Linked DNA regions of Hordeum vulgare: region 2 is linked to region 1. The links are chromatin contacts, called in public Hi-C maps. All regions are on one chromosome and are shown on one strand. Each heading gives the region's core, a stretch centred on a gene start, on an enhancer-like site or on the middle of the called end of the contact. The rest is flanking DNA. Distances are from core to core; before and after follow the strand shown. Region 1 has its middle 280 kb from the start of LOC123406311. Region 2 overlaps LOC123412434 (jasmonate-induced oxygenase 4-like).

Region 1 (3,539 bases), core at 719-3,218:
TCCGTGAGTTATATGATCTCATGGTCATAGGAACAAATACTTGACACGCAGAAAACAGTAGCAACAAAATGACACGATCATCATGCTACGTCTATTAGTTTGGGTCTAGTCCATCACATGGTTCTCCTAATGATGTGATCCCGTTATCAAGTGACAACACTTGCCTATGGCCAGGAAACCTTGACCATCTTTGATCAACGAGCTAGTCAACTAGAGGCTTACTAGGGACAGTGTTTTGTCTATGTATCCACACAAGTATTGTGTTTCCAATCAATACAGTTATAGCATGGATAATAAACGATTATCATGAACTAAGAAATATAATAATAACTAAGTTATTATTGCCTCTAGGGCATATTTCCAACACATACCTCCACGGTTATTCCTCTAGATCGCGTTTCTGCGGAGCTCAGGCGGAGCCCTGCTGAGACAAGATCATCACCAACCTCCGGAGCGCCGTCACGCTGTCGGAGAACTCTTCTACCTCTCTGTCTCTCTTGCTGGATCAAGAAGGCCGAGATCATCGTCGAGTTGTACGTGTGCTGAACGCGGAGGTGCCGTCCGTTCGGCACTAGATCGTGGGACTGATCGCGGGACGGTTCGCGGGGCGGATCGAGGGACGTGAGGACGTTCCACTACATCAACCGCGTTCACTAACGCTTCTGCTGTACGGTCTACAAGGGTACGTAGATCACACATCCCCTCTCGTAGATGGACATCACCATGATAGGTCTTCGTGCGCGTAGGAAAATTTTTGTTTCCCATGCGACGTTCCCCAACATATATAGTGAGTCTTTGGTGGCCATTTTCAAGCATCTACACCCGGACCCCTCAAAACCGTCACAAACGATAGGGCAATCCGTACGATCACTGACCGGTCACAAAAAGTTGATCCAGTCGGACCATTCATATCCATCTCAAACGTTTGGACTGACCGGCACCCCGCATATCCATCTCAAATATGAGGACGATATGAGGGCTCGCGGACGTAACCGGCCACGCTCGGTCAGTCCGTCACGTAGGACGTGGTTCCACCTTGGATCATCTTTTCTCTTTCTTTATTCATTATTTTCTTCCTCTCTCTTCTTCTCACCAATCGCGTGCAAGTGATCGGACATATAAAGAAAAATATAAGAGGTTCGGCTACGCGGATGAAAAAATAAGGATTCACAACGAACATACCCGGTCATTGATCGGTTATGTCCACGAACGTTTGAGGGACCGGATTGATAAATTCCGACCGTAGATGCTCTTATCTAACAGTCAAGTGATGGTCCCTTCGTGTCCCTACGTGGCCGATTTAGGTGTGTCTTGACGTTTTTACAAAAGTTAAGCCATATCTAGTCCTTCAAAAAATGAGATCTAACTCTTTCCCTACCGTCGAGGTATATGACGGTAGAGTAAACCGAAGCAATATGGATGCATGTTCTACAGTAAAGAAAAATTATAAGTATCAAATACATTGTTTGTATGCATCTACTGTGGGGCACCTCAATGATAGTGTTGCGCATGCTACCGTCAACCTGTTTATCGGTAGGGTTGCATTACACTGACATGTATAGATTGCCTACCGATAAGGACATCAACTTAGGCTGGTTTATCCTACCACCATCGATCTCGACGGTAAGAAAAGGCAGATTCCGAAAAAAATAAAAGCAGGATCTGATTCTGCTTATAACTTTTCAAAAAGGATAAAAACACCAAAATCGGCTTCCCCTAGATTCAAAAGGAGTAGCAGCGAAGATAGCACACCTGCCCCATATGCATTGATCAGTCCATGTCACACGTCGATCGACGGTGGCAAAAGCACAAAATCGACGGTCGGAAAACTGAGATTCACCGATCTGCACCTGAGGAGTCTAGCTAGCTAGCTAGTAGCAACCAAAAGACCGTAGAGTTTGGTAACCTTTGTTCTGTTGCTGCAGATAGACATGTGCGCAAAAAGGAAAAGGAAAAAAAGGTGTTTCTTCCGTCTGCGTCCGGCCTCGCATCTTTGAACTTTCCACGATCGAGGCCGAGCGCCCCACGGGCTAGTTTTGCACAGGAGAATCCCTGATCTTGTCGCAAAAGTGGTCTGGTACATGTCGCTGAATTTTCTCCGCCTTGCCGTAGATGGAAATCGACACATCTCCGTGCACGGACGGACGGTGAGGCTGCCGTTTGAGGCGCCGTCTTTACTGCCCCGTCCGGTTGTTGTGTGGGTCTGTTGCGCTGCTGCTGTGGCCCGGTTGCTGATCGACGGTAGAGACGTTCGCTGGCTTTCTGGCGGATGAGTCATTGGCGTGTGACAGTTTTCAGGCCCGAGTTAAATTTGCCTTTCTCGTGTAGAGTATTCTCGCGCTCAATTTCAGGCATGTGTGACGGCCGGCTGTCATCATCGGATGACGACCGGCGACTTTGCTTCGCTTTACTTTGTGAATGATGAGGTCGGTGTCATATTTGCGTGTCCATGCGTGGATGTTCTTTCTAGAAGAAACTACAACCTAGTCGTAATCGATTCTGATAGTGCAAAGAACACCAGAGTTAACAACAATTGCAATCGAGTTCATTGACCAAGTAGCGACAATTACAAGTTCCATAGCAAGGAGAAGGCGCACCGTTGTCATCGTCTATTCCTCATCGGTGTTCGGCAAAATATTTCTGACATCATCGTCCATTCCCGACATCTCACTGATGACGGTGTTGTGAAGATCCTTGTGCCCCAGTTTTTTTGAAAAGACCATCATGGCTAGCTTTATTAAATTCAAACAATAGTTACATCGTTCACCAATTGACTAACTAAGAACTCAGGAGGTTCGTTAGTCCAACTGTCATCATGTTTATTAAAAAAACAAAATTTTGCTAGCTCATGAGCAACTTAATTTGCTTCACGAAAATAATGAGAAAAGATGACATTTCCTATCGACGTAGACAAATCTATGCACTCGGCGAAGACCGCTGCAGCTGCATCCCACCATTGATCTTGTCCTCGACAGCAACTGATGACGCTCAACGAGTCTGATTCCGCTTCTACTCTGTTGAAACCCAAGGAGTTTGCTAGAAATATCCATCTCGCATTGCCATTGCTTCAATAGTCACAACAACTGCTGTCAATGGTATAAATTTACAAAACCTTGCAATGAAATTTCCTCTCTCATCTCGCAGTACACCTGCAACAGAACATGCCCCCTCATCCGCATGGAATGAGGCATTAACATTGAGCTTTATAAATCTTGACTCCGGTCTCTTCCACCTATGCTCCAACGGTGCTCTTTTCTGCATCACAGAATTTGTATAATTTTTCACTATTGCCAGGATAGATGTATGCCACCTGAAGTTAGGAGGAACAGAGTCATGATCAGTGTGTCAACGACGCAGCCACCAGAGATACCTTGTGCCCCAGTTGGTTCCGTCCCTGGTGGCATCTTCATTGGTTCTCCGTTGGTGTCTTGGATCAGGATTGAATTGTGATTTAAGTTTGTCGTTTGGGGTGTTTTTAATAATATGTAGGGTCAGGTTTGTAGTTTTCAATTTTTATTGTGTCCTTGCGGGATGGGTGA
Region 2 (3,388 bases), core at 432-2,931, 320 kb before region 1:
TTGATATCAAGCCTGGATGGAAGAAGGGAACAAAGATTACCTTTCCTGAGAAAGGCAACGAGACCCGTAACGTCATACCATCAGATCTCGTGTTCATAATAGAAGAACGGGCACACCCAAAATTCAAGAGAGACGGGAACGACCTTGTTTACACGCATAAGATCTCCCTCGTGGATGCTTTGACTGGCTGCGCAGTCCAGCTGACAACTCTAGATGGGCGAAGTTTAACTGTTCCCGTGAAGTCTGTCATCAGTCCCACCTACGAAGAAGTTGTTCAGGGCGAAGGGATGCCGATCACAAGGGAGCCGTCTAAGAAAGGGAACCTAAGGATCAAGTTTCAGATCAAGTTCCCCACCGCTCTAACAGCTGATCAGAAGGCTGGGGTCCAGCAACTTCTGTCTTAGCTGTTCCTACAATGTGAGTCCGCCTTCTTTTCCTTTGTTCGAGCAGTTGGAAATAGACCGGTGACATGGTTACAAAAATTGCTGAATGGACAATCGCTATTTCGTGCTAGTGTAAAGCGCATGCTTTCCGTACTGTTTCCACCTTGACTCTTGATTGGTAAAATGCTAACTGCTGACATGCTGGCAGCTGCTCACCTAGTAGTGGATCTGTCTTCCCTTTTAGATCGTCTGATGTTTCTGAAGCTAACAATTGTTGGGTATTATTCAGATTATTAGTTTTGGATTTGCAACGGGATGTGATAGTTCTCCTATCATACCCCAGTCTTCTTAGCCATTTTCTGAAAATTGACATATGTTTTCTTCCCCAAAGCTTCTGCCATGTTTCTTTGATATAGAATCAGGCACTAACCGACTCTTATCTCAGCCTATGTTCTGAGTGAAATGCTTAGAGTGACATATGGTCGACCCCTGAACCTGAGTCTTCAGTATTATGTTATCCCTATAAAACGGCAATTTATAGGAGATATAATACGAGGTTTGATCCAGTTTGGCATGATTCCTCGACTAGATTTCGCCGCCATTCTGCATGCACCACAATCTCTTTGGTCGCCATTTGATTTCCTGTTACTACATGAGTTTTGGTATATACTCCCTCTATAAACTAATATAAGAGCATTTAAAACACTACTTTATAGTAATCTAAATGCTCTTATATTAGTTTACAGAGGGAGTACATGCCGTTTCCAGCCGGCCATTTGATTTCCTGTTACCACATGAGTGTTGGTATATAAATATATACATGTTGTTTCCAGCGATTTCATGTTACTACATGAGTTTTGGTATATGAATATATACATGCTGTTTCCAGCGACAGACGAGGGCCACCGCAGCATCGGCGATCGTTGTCGGCGCCGGATTTTCCTTTTGTTTTGTATATCAGAGCACGTTGCAAGTTGCAACACATGGATGCCGCTATTCGAAAAAAACGGCAAATGGTGAAAGTTTCCGACGGTTGCTATCAGGCGGAGGTGTGGAACCACAAGATCTTCTCGTAAAGGTGGGAAATGGCCAATGGAAAACAGCAAGGCAACATGCGTTTAGACTTTCGTCTAGATGGATTATTGTTGTCGGGGAGGGGCATATTTTGCTTTCACACACAGGCTGCCAGACAAATCCTTTCTCTCATCCTAGCTCCGAAAAGCACACGTTTGGCCGAGCTGGGGCGCGCCGCCGGCCAAGGGAAAGAGGACGAAAGGGAAGGAGGAGGATGAGGAGGAGGAAGACGATGGCCGGCCTCTTGTTCGAAGGCCCGCTTGAGCTGTCAAAAAAAGAAACGCGATGGACGTACGTACGCGCATGTCGTTGGCACAAAACGCGACGAGCGAGCGATCGTTGTTGTTCACGTGCACGCACGCGGATCTCTGCGTTTCTGGGGATCTGATGGATGGATGGATGGATGGATTGATGGAAACTTCTTGGCAATCTGAGTCCAGTTCTCATATCGTTTCAGACCTTTTATTTCTCCTCTTCTTCTTTATTCAGAAGGAGAAAGTGCCACCGGCCTCTGCGTTACAGAAAGTGCCACAACGTCGCGTCCGTTCTAAATTAGTGGCCATTTTTATTAGAGCTCCACCATCATTGATAGATGCTGATTATATCATCATCTGTTGTCTGGTTTGGCCTTGAGCGACTCGACCTGGCTCTTGCCGCGGGGGCCCATGCGCCGGATGTAGAGGCGGTACTCGTCGAAGGTCATGGGCTTGTACAGCGCCGGCGCCTCCGCCGACACCAGCTCCGCCATGGGCGCCAGCGGCAGGTCGCTCCTCGGGTTGTAGAACATGGCCACCGACAGCCGCTCCGCGTCCGCGTTCACCGTCACCCGGTGCTCCACGCTCCGGTACGCCGCGTTCGTCAGCACCTGCGTTTGCGTAGCATATAATCACACGTTTTAAATCAATCAACCAACCAAAGAGCATAAATATATCACCGGATTTTTCAGCGAGATTACGGAAGAGATAAATACACTAGCGGTTATTAAAATTGAGGGCGAAGCACACTACCGTCATTGAACTTTAGAATACGCTCAATACAATCATTGAATACAAGTTGCGGTGATTATACGGTCTCTCGTTCATCGAAGAGCTCCGTAATTTGTCCCGCACGGCCGGCCCGCACAACGTCGCGTCCTTGCAGCTCCCCTCGTGCAGCAGCCGGAGCTCGATGCTGTCGCCGGCGTCCGCCAGCTTCGCCTTGTACACCGTGCAGTAGCTCGCCTTCTCCACCACATGTCCCGTCGCGTTCAGAACCTCCTCCAGCGTGAGGTGTTCCTCGCCCTGGAACACCACCAGCTTCCCCTCGCTGCCTTCCTCCATCTCCACCCCCTCCTCCGCCGCGCGCCTCACCCTATTCCGCCTCCACCTCCCCTGCGCCCAGCTGATGCACACCGACGCAAGCACGACGGCGTCGGCCATCAGCCCGATGACCATCCATGCGACGCTGTCGGAGCTGAATCCAGAAGGGGAGACGCACAACTGCTGCAATGGCAGGCCGCAGAGCGCGGAATTGTTTCCGAGGAACGATTCAGCGGTCAAGCTCAAGGCCGCAAGGCCCAGAGGCAGCTGGCCGGAGAGATTGTTGTACGAAAGGTTGAGCATCTGGAGGCCTCTCATCGCGGCGAGGGACTCCGGTATGGGTCTCTCGAGGCATTTGCCGCCGAGGTTGAGGCGCTGGAGGCCACGGAAGCCCGTGAGGAACACCGGGAAATCGCCGGAGAAGCGGTTGGCGTCGAGGTCAAGAATCCGGAGACGGTCACACGTATCGTTGGGCCCCGCCGGCGCAGGTATCGCTCCCGTGAGAGCGTTGCCGTGGAGGCGGAGCTCGGCGAGGCGGTCGCAGAGCTTCCGTATGGAGGGCGGGAGCGCGCCGGAGAGGGCGTTGCCGGCGAGGTCGAGCTCGGACAGAGCGGGCGCGTTGCCGAGCTCGAG

What was found. A called contact is a pair of places that touch in the nucleus more often than the background predicts.
Region 2: a Hi-C map of leaf shows a contact between it and region 1, with 4 times the contacts expected there. The contact joins two enhancer-like sites. A contact is called at or near these places in 2 of 6 Hi-C or Micro-C datasets (leaf and seedling).

What each region holds. Positions count from the first base shown.
Region 1 is chr1H:42,971,655-42,975,193 of MorexV3_pseudomolecules_assembly, reverse strand. No RefSeq gene overlaps it. Among protein-coding and RNA genes, the nearest start is that of LOC123406311, 280 kb to the right of the region's middle. Within about 2 kb of position 1,968, at least 2 of the 3 cell types and tissues checked have open chromatin away from gene starts, as enhancers often do. A contact at or near this core is called in leaf, where this site is marked.
Region 2 is chr1H:43,294,609-43,297,996 of MorexV3_pseudomolecules_assembly, reverse strand. It overlaps LOC123412434 (jasmonate-induced oxygenase 4-like), which reads right to left. Exons shown (of 3, transcript XM_045105416.1): 3 at 1,898-2,322. The coding sequence ends at 2,065. It overlaps LOC123412628 (dnaJ homolog subfamily B member 13-like), which reads left to right. Exons shown (of 3, transcript XM_045105603.1): 3 at 1-513. The coding sequence ends at 404. It also overlaps the pseudogene LOC123412535. Among protein-coding and RNA genes, the nearest start is that of LOC123412434, 6.1 kb to the right of the region's middle. Within about 2 kb of position 1,681, at least 1 of the 3 cell types and tissues checked has open chromatin away from gene starts, as enhancers often do. A contact at or near this core is called in leaf, where this site is marked.